Linked DNA regions of Manis pentadactyla: region 2 is linked to region 1. Evidence: chromatin contacts called from public Hi-C data. All regions are on one chromosome and are shown on one strand. The core of a region is the stretch at or near the end of the contact, and the rest is flanking DNA. Distances in the headings are between cores, read along the strand shown.

Region 1 (4,766 bases), core at 649-3,148:
TGGGAAGGGCTGGGAGGTGGGAGAGGACCTTGTCCTTCCTCTCTCATTCAGCTGCTCACTCCACACTGAAGGATGCTGGGTCCCCAAAAGCTTATCAGCCCTGGGCCCAGCCCTCAAACATACATGACCAGACACAGGCACTTCTTCCTCGCTGGGAACAGCACCAAGGTGGAGGGAGAGAAGGCTCAAGAGCTGAGGGAGACGCGAGTGGGAGGAGAAGGGACCTCCTGGCGGAGGGGGCATTGGTGCTGGGCCTTCAAGCATGAGTAGGAGCTTCCCAGGCAGATAGGGATGGCAGAAGGGAGAGTGTTTACAGCAAGGTCATTTCACATCGAGCACTCAGAGTGTCTGAACTAATACATGAATCTGTGGGCATCAGCACATTGTCAGCAAGCCTCTGCCTCTAAAGACCCCCATCCTCACATTTTCCTTCTCTCTATAATTGGAGGCAGGGTTTCCCCAATGGGGCAGAGCAAAGACAAAAGGCTAATACTCAAGTTTTTTTAAGGGTGAATAAAGCATTTTTGCAAAACACCAAATGCCACCCACACTACCAGCTCTCCAGTCCAATGCCATCACTGGTGATGCCCCACCATCACTGAGGCTGTGCCAAGCAGCCGTGTGGAGACCACCCTTGAGGAGTCAGAGGTGCCCCAGCACTAGGGACTTTCAGAAGGGGACAGGAGCCCCCGGGTCACGTGGTGGCCAGGAACTGGCACAGTGGGCATTTGGAATTTCACACCTGAGCATCCAGTTCCCCATCTGAATCCCTTCAGGGAACACCTGGGGTTAGGATTTCTGCATGGCCTCGAGCGAGGCCCTCTTCCCCTCTGAGCCTTGGTTAGTATGTCTGTGAACTAGAAACTTGGCACAGACGAAATGGCAGCCCTCAAACTCCTTGGGGCTCCACCCAGCTTCAGAGCCAGGGACTGCCTCCCCTGTCCGAGCCTCAGTTTCCCCATCAGTAATCCGATCGTGATGGCCAGGGTGACCCGGGAGCTGGCCTCACCCAGACAATGGCGCCTTGGCCCTGATCCCTGTGCAGCCGAAACCTGGCCAGCTTGGATTTCACAGCTCCAAGTTCACGGATGGGGGCTTCTGGACAATGGCTCCATGGGCTGGCGGGGATGTGGAATACCCGTCTATCTATGCTTGTCTTGCTCATGCCAGGGGCCTGCAGAGCCTCAGGCTGCCTTCCCACGCCCTCATCGTGATGCTGGCCCCACAGCCCAGAGCTGGCTCCGGCCCTGGGCTCCCAGCTGCCAATCGCAGCCTCTTCACCTTGGCCTTGGGGTCGGGGTGGGGGACAGTGGGGATCTTTCTAACATGCTGATCAGTTTCTCCCCTCATCACACACTCTGCACACTGCCCCATCGCCCTTGGGAGAAAGCTCATCAGTAGAGGCTGTGACAATGTGACAAGATGTGACTTCTCAGCCTCCCCATGTCTGCCTCCATCCACTGACCATGCCTGCCAACGCTCGCATTAGCTCTTGAACCGCCACGAAGCAATGAGTCAAATTGCAAACACCCTACAGCAAGGTACAGAAAGTTGTTGCTGTGTCTTCCTCCCTCTCTCCCCACACTGACCTCATGATTTCCTTCCTTGTGAAGAAGGTGCAGTCCTGCAAAAAGAGATTTTGGCTTGACCCAGACCCAGACCCTGCCTTGGGCACCCTTTTCCTCTCCCCGCCCACCCCACACCCATCTCTGCCAGGTGCTGCATGCAGAGCTGCACCAAGATCCCTTGCTGACTGCACGCCCAGGACAAAGGGATGCTGTCCCCATTTCTCAGGCCAGGTAACCAAGGCTGCCAAACCCACCAAGGGCGCAGACCCCCACTCCTACCTGATACGCTTCCAGCTGCTCATGAGTGAAGACTGTCTGCTTGTTGCCCATGGTGAAGACCGCTGCCAAGATTCTGGAACAGGCTCCTGAAGCCCCTGGTCTCCTCTGGACCATGTGGGTTGCCAGGCTGCCGTGTACTAGTGTCTGGGCAAATCTCCCTGCCCTGGCTGTCACCCGCCCACCCACACTGTCACCCCCAGGCTGGGGGAGATCAAGTTACAGCCCAGCTCTCTGGGCAACAGCCAGAGGATGTCCACGGCCACCAGGGCAAGGAGAAGGGCAGAAGGAAGTCCTGGAGGAGCTGACCACATCTCCCACCACCGGGTGAGTCTGGTGGGGGGTGTTGGCAGGAGGGTATGGAGCACATTCCAGAGACAGGTGGCATGGTGGAAAAGCTGCAAGCATACCTCAGTTCAAGTACCAGTTCTTCACCCACTAGTTGTATGGCCTTAGGCAAGTCATTTGACCTCTCTGAGTCTCATTTGTAAGATGAAAGTTATGCTCTATTAGTACCTACCCCTTACAGAGTTGTTCTAATGATCTAATGAAATCATTAATGCAACCAAAAATAAAAATATTTGACAGTTGGATATAAGCCAGTTCTAAGCACTGGCAGCATACTAGGGAACAACCTAGATGAAGTCTCAAGGTGTGCACTGGAGATTATGATTATGTTATGGCTTGAGAAAGGCAATTCAAGGTCTAAGTTCCAGAAGTAGGTTAAATAACTCCAGAGTTCTTTATTGCAGGATTTGTCAGAGCCTTTCACATGCTAACGTGCACCATGTGTCCTGAAGAGGTAGACACAATGCAACAGCTGCCAATTTATTAAGACCCAGAATCCTCTGGGGCAGAACATCTGGGAGTCCAAAGTCCTTTATCGGGTGCTCTGTGCCCTTCTTGCTCAGGGCCTTGCCTGTCCTTCCACTTTCCTCTCCTGCTCAGCCTTTTCCAGCCCCACACCCTAGGACCCCCTGAACTGCTCTTAGGTCTTTCCCTCATGCTCATCCCCACTCTCCCTGGCCTGGACTATCATACTCCTTCCCTGCTGCCTCACCTTATCAGCTATCATCTCTGTCCAAGTGTGTGATCTTGTAAACTGTGACTACTATCAGGCTTCTAAGGACCCCTGAGGACTTTTTTTTTTTAACTGAAAATACCAAGCGTTGATGAGAATGTGGAGCAGCTGCAACTCTCATATGCAGGTGGTAGTGCAGAATGGTAGAGCCATTCTGGAAAATGGGTTGCAAGTGTCTTATGAAGCTCAACATACACATACCACACGACTCAGCAATCCCCTGCTGAGTATTTACCCAGGGGAAATGAAACTTATGCACACACGAAAAACCTGTACATGCCTACAGAATGGAGAGAATATCTGCAAATACTATATCTGGGATGGGACTAGTCTCCAGCATATATAAAGAACTCTTACAAGTCTACAATAAAAAGACAAATAAACCAAGTAAAAAAGTGGGCAAAGATTTTGGGGAGGAAAGAATGAAAAGGTGGAGCAGAGGGCTTTTAGGCAGTGAAAATACTCTGCGTGAGAATATAATGATGGATATACGGCAGTGTATATTTGCCCAAACCCATAGAATGTACAACACCAAGAGTGAAATTGTACACCAAGTCATCAATTGTAACAGATGGATCACTCTGGTGGGAATGTTGATCATGGGGAAGACTATGCATGTATGAGGACAGAGGGTATATGGGAAATCTCTGCACCTTCCCCATAATTTTCCTATGAACGTAAAACTACTCTAAAAATAGTCTATCAAAACAAAATGAGTAAAGGATTTGAACAGACATCTCTCCAAAGAAGATATACAAATGGTCAATAAGCGAATGAAAAAATGCTTGAAATCAACAGTCGATGGGGAAATACAAGTCAAACCACAAGGAGATACCACTTCACACCCACTAGGGTGGCTGTATAAAAAAGACAATAACAAATATTGGCCAGAATGTGGAGATACTGGAACCATCATACTCTGCTGTTGGGAATATAAGATGGTCCAGCCACTTTGGAAAACATTTTGGCAGTTCTTTAAAAAGTTAAACGTGGAGTTCGCATATGACCAAGCAATTTTCACTCCTGGGTAAGCAGAATTGAAAATATATGTCCACAGAAAATTTATACATGAATGTTTATAGCAGAATTTTATTCATAGTAGCCAGTGTTGACTTTCATTTGCCATGCTTTTCCACCTTCAGGTAACAGTTTTCCCTTTTCCTACTCTATTCTTTGGAAACAATGTAGATTCTCTTAAAGAAACGTTCCTTCCTGGGGTCCTTGATGGTTCAGAGGATGATGTCATGTGATGAAGAACAGACATCGACAACCCTAAGTTGAAAAGTGATTTTGAAAAGTATACTCTCTAGATGAACACCTTTAGGAAATCTGATTTATTGTATTTTATTTGTATGTATACACCTGAGTAGTACATAATAATCTCTGTGCATTTAAATCTCACAACTCTTTAAATGGATATCAGAATTTTAAGTGGTCAAAACTATGTGTCATAGTTTAACTTGGCACATTTTCTCCTTTAAAACATACATTATTAATGGGGGTAATATTGCAATTTCAATGGTGTGTGGCCCTCCAAAGCACAATCCTCCTTGACAAAATTTTATTCACTAGTATTTGACTTCTCTCATTAAATTAAAATGCTCTCTTTAGGAGATGATTTTTTTAAAAGGTTAAAAAATGTTGTTTTGGAGGTTTAGAAAATAGTGACACATCTACAGTGGATGACCTCACAGTGTGGTGACAAAACAAGGGTGGACACTCACCATAGGTTGCATCACAGTTTGTTCCTCAGTTTCCCTTACCTATAATATCAGGGTTTAGGTTTACTTAATAGGGTGGCTGTGAGTGTAAATAAGATGATCCATATAAAGTATTAGCTG
Region 2 (4,766 bases), core at 952-3,451, 230 kb before region 1:
CCTCGGCCCCCAAACACCGCTGCACCAAACTGCTCGCGGGGCCTCCCGCTCGACCACCCGCTCTGCACGCCGGGCGCGCGGAGAGGAGACCGCTTCCCGCTTCCCTCGCTAGAGGGCAGACGGGGCCCGTGCAAAGCCCTCCCGGCGCCCGACCGCCGCGCGCCCGGCCGCCGCTCCCGCGCTCCGGTCGGGCTCCCGGGCTGGGCTCGGCGGCGAGGCGCTAGGAAAAGGCCGCGCCAGCGAGCGGCGCGCGACCGGAACCCCCGGAGGGCGCGGGCCGGGGCCGCTCCCCCTGCGTGCAGGCTGCGGGCGCCCGCGTGGGGCTCGGCGCGCAGGTGAGGCCGGCGCCTCGGAGGGCGGACGCCGGGGTGCAGGGCCGAGCTCCGGGAGCGCAGGGCGCAGCGGGCGAGGGAGAGGCGACGGCCGCGGAGGAGAATGGCGGGGCCCCGGCCGCGCCGCGCCCTCGCCGCCCGCCGGGAGCGCGGGCCTCTGGCGGGAGCCCCGGCCCTTCCTGCCCTTCCCCTTGCCTGTGTTTTGCGCTCGGTCCTCTCGCCCGACAGGCGCTCGCTGTACGCGGACGGCTCCCGACGAAGGCGACGCGCGACCGGTCTGGGTCGAGGCTGGAGTCGGGTGTGGGAAAAATTTGTCCCTCGAGGCGGACAGCGAGCGGCCGCGCTGCGGGCGGCGGCGTCTCCAGCCGCATGAGGGCAGCGGCGCGGGGCCGGGCACCTGCGCCCGGCGCTCTCGGGCTGGTACCGCCGCGCAGAGCGGTCCTCGGGGCCCGCCGCCGCCGCTCCGCTCCTTCCCTCTGCGCGAGCCCCGACCTCCTACAAGTTCTGGGGAGCTCCTCGCTGGCTCTGTTTCAACCGCCCCCCAGCCACCCACCTCCCGCCCGCAGGTATGGGCAATGTCTTGCCAAAGGGTTGCAGCCCCGGGCAAGTTCGCTATGGATTCAGTGTGACCATTCAGTAGAATGTTCCTGAGGTGAAAGGTTTATATCCAACTTTATTTCCACGGTGGCAGGTCAGTCACTAGAATCCCATCCACTCAGAGCGAGTCTGCATGAAGCAAGCCGGTCTCTGCCTCTGGGCCTGTCTACCTATGCAGCCATCTTAGTCTCTGTCCTCAGCCCTGCCACCACTCCAGCCTCTGCTCTCTTGCAGCCTTGTAGCCGTGCCACGGTGTCTCCCAGAGCACTGGGCGGAGCTCTTTATATAGAGTCAATAACAACATATTGCCCACACGTGGGTAGTGAGCCGGCTGATTAGGGCCAGTGAAGGAACCTTCACTTTATCAACAGGCAAGCTCAGAAAGAAGGAGGCACGCTTAAGGGTTTGGGGTCTGGGGTTTTATAGGGCCGTTTTGGATAAGGGTCAGCATAAGGCATGATGTATACAGGTTATTCATAATTCCGTTGAAGTTTTGTCTTAAGAATAGGGTGACTATGTTAGTTGGAGACTTCAGCATTTTTTCTCCACATAGATTATTTAGACTTCTGAGGTCTGTCTCCTGCCATGGTTACAAAGTTACTAGATTAGGGGCTGGAGGAAGAGGAAAAAAACAGCATATAGGTTAAGTTAAAGAATAAGCTGGATCTTTTTGCAGGCTAAATAGATTTTACAACTGACATGATCTAATTGATACAATGAAGACATGGGCTGCCATCGGATACTTTTCTTTATCTGGGGAGTATGCAGACATTCATTTCAAGTTACTCCTGGCCTTGGGAACTTCAGCTGATTAACTGATTAACTCTGAGAGCCATTTCTGGCTCCCTAGTTTTATCTGGTTAGTTCTGAGTCCTTTTAAGTGGGCTTTACTGACCTTATTCTCTCTCCACCCCGCTCCTATCTATTTTCCTGCCTAACATGATTAATTTGACTTTTAGCCATTTTGGAGGTTTCCCACCAAGATTATGTAAAATCTGGTGCCTGGAATACCAGCTGTGGTACTGACAGCAATAGGAAGTGCTGAAGGATAATTTTTCCAAAAGAAAAGGTAAAATCATGACACTCGTACAGATATAAAAATGAGCACATGTGAAAAATCACTTTTAACTCATTATTAAGGAGGAGAACTGGTCAGGTGTTAAAACCATTTCAAAAGAAATTCAAACAACAGAAAATTAGGACAATGAATATAAAAACTGGTGCCAAAAATTAGGAGTGTCTCTCCACTAGACAGTTCATTTGCATGTCTTGTAGGCAAGAATTATTTTTTGCTGTTATCAGTTATAACTACAGAGTTTATAAAATATCACCCATAGATTCAAAATCGGAATATCCTGAAGGTTGTCCTCTAACAAACAGCAAAAATATTTTTTGGAAAGGGCCATAATAGTAAATAGTTTAGTCTTTTTTCCAACTACTCATCTAAGTTAAGAGAGCGGGCAATACAGAAGCAGATGGGCAGCGCTCTGTTCCAATATAGATTTATGTGTTCAGAAATTTGAATTTCATATAATTTTTACATCACAGAATATTACTTTGATTTTTTCCTAACCATTTAAAAAAATATATAAGACACATTCTTAGCTTGTGGGCCTCACAAAAACAGGCAGTAACAGAATTTGGCCCGCGTGCAGTAGTTTGCGACTCCTTGCTCCTGTGGGTTTCCGTTTGCATAGGTTTCCATTGAAACTCACCTTTTCCCTACAGGAACACAGGAGGTTAAATGGGGATATAGTTGTGCAGCAACTCGGCGGGTGGAGTTGCAGGTGATGTGTCCGGAACAATGCCTAACGTTTTAACTGTTGTTATCCTGGAATTGAGGTCATATGCCCAGTTGAAGTCAGGACTAAGGTCAATGTCTGGACCTGACTTCAAAAAATAGGCTGCGCGCGCAAGAGAACTATATCCCACGCCACATAGTCGTTGCGGGATTAGACTTCCGTCCCGGTAGCGCTCCTGGACGCAGGTCAGAGCCCTTAGGAATTCTGGGAGAACCTGGAAATTTGGAGGACAGCTAGACGGGAGAGGCAGTAACTGTCTGTGATTGGCCATCTTAACATGGGAGGCGGGATGACAGGCAGTGATTTGCTAGCGTAGTGCTGGGCTGCAATTGGCCAATACAATATTGGGCCTGTAGTATGGCGACGGTTACCCATAGACTGGCACAGAAAGGGGCAGGGAAACAAGGAAAGTGAGTAATTGGCAAGCGAGGAGTGGCGCGACACTTATTTGTGATTGGTCCGTAAGGCGCGGAAGAAAGTGTGTCTTCGTTCAGCAATTGGACCTGGAATGAAATAACGGTTTTTTATTGGCTAATAACTCTCGGGACGGGGAAAGTGGAGCGTCGAGCGGTCAGTGATTGGCCAGTAAGATTGCCGTCGCTCGCGAAGACATGCTATCGGCGAGGACTGCAAGGGGCTGGCATTCCGGGCGCCGGTTCCTGGAACCGTGCGGGCGATGGCTTCCGGCTGTTGGCGCCGGCTACGCGGCCTATGGGCCGCCGGGCAACCGCTGTTCCAAGGTCGTGCGCTGCTTGTCACCAACACGCTGAGCTGCGGCGCTCTCATGGCGGCCGGAGACGGCGCGCGCCAGTCTTGGGAGAGGCGCGCCCGGCCCGGCCAGAAGTTCAACCTGCGGCGCTCAGGTGAGGAAGCCGGCGCTGCTGGTCCTGACCCCGGGGATCTTTGACTCCGACCTCCGACTTCGGAGACCCCTGACCGGTGGCCTTAATTCTCTTGACTTCGGCGTGCACTCTAGACCGTGACAGCCCACCCCAGGGTCTCCATCCCCTACTACCCTCGTAACCCCTGGTCTCCGCCCCCCCTCCTACCCCTGGGTCTCTGTCCCCTTCACTCTGGGTCTCCAGCCCCTTACATACCAGGGGGTTCTGGCCATCCCCACCCATGGTGTCTTGTCCCCGCCTGGGACTGTGCCCTGGCCCCACATTCCAACTCATTATGCCTGTTTCTTCCTCTGGAAATTGGGGCAATGGTAGAATACCCTAGCAGGGTGGTGGGGGGATGAGGCGAAAAAATAGGAGAGGAGTCACTGGAATGGCGCCTGACGGTGGAGCATGTAATGGAAGAATGCACGAGTGGACTCTGGGAGGTTGTCAGGTTTACCAGGAAGGGGGTGGATGGGGGGCTTGCTGGTCTGAGGTGGCCCTCCTGACTCTCTGACTGCCCTCAGCTAGCATGTTTGCGGTGGGCTGCAGCATGGGCCCCTTCCTGCACTACTGGTACCTCTGGCTGGACCACCTGCTCCCCACATCTGGCCTCCGTAGTCTCCCAAACGTTCTCAGGAAGGTCCTCATCGACCAGCTGGTGGCCTCTCCCATGCTGGGGGTCTGGTACTTCTTAGGTAAGGAGCCCCTTGAATTTGGGTTTTGCCTCTCATAGGTCGGGAGGGGCAGAGCCACTTTTGTGTTAAGAAGGATGCCGAGGCACATTTCTGATGTGTGCCACTGGGACTGGGGACCGGGCCCCGGTGGTGACAGGACAGACCCAGTGGGGGCAGGTACATGAATAGTTCTAAGTAGGGACGAGGATAGTGTCTGATTGGGTACGCCTGGGGCAGTGGTTGGGAGGATTCCCAAAGGAGAGGGCATTCAGCTGAGACTTGAAGAGGAGCCAGCAGGCAGGAGGAACCACCCGTGCAAAGGTCCTGAGGCTGAAGGAAAAGTTGACGAAGATAGGGTTCATGGGGTGCAGTCACCCCAGCCTTTGACTCTGTGAATGGTCACCCATTCCCCACTCCCCAGGCTCAATATCTTCATCTGTGAGGGAAATAAATCACACCCTTGGGACATCCTGAAAG

The links. A called contact is a pair of places that touch in the nucleus more often than the background predicts.
Region 2: a Hi-C map of skin fibroblasts shows a contact between it and region 1, with 4 times the contacts expected there. The contact joins the promoter of MPV17L2 here to the promoter of CIB3 in region 1. A contact is called at or near these places in 2 of 3 Hi-C or Micro-C datasets (fibroblasts and skin fibroblasts).

The regions. Positions count from the first base shown.
Region 1 is chr12:13,450,751-13,455,516 of mManPen7.hap1, reverse strand. CIB3 (calcium and integrin binding family member 3) reads right to left here and starts at 1,898. Exons shown (of 6, transcript XM_036876159.1): 1 at 1,848-1,898; 2 at 1,590-1,624. The coding sequence starts at 1,898.
Region 2 is chr12:13,685,527-13,690,292 of mManPen7.hap1, reverse strand. MPV17L2 (MPV17 mitochondrial inner membrane protein like 2) reads left to right here and starts at 2,201. Exons shown (of 5, transcript XM_057489429.1): 1 at 2,201-3,594; 2 at 4,144-4,310. The coding sequence starts at 3,443.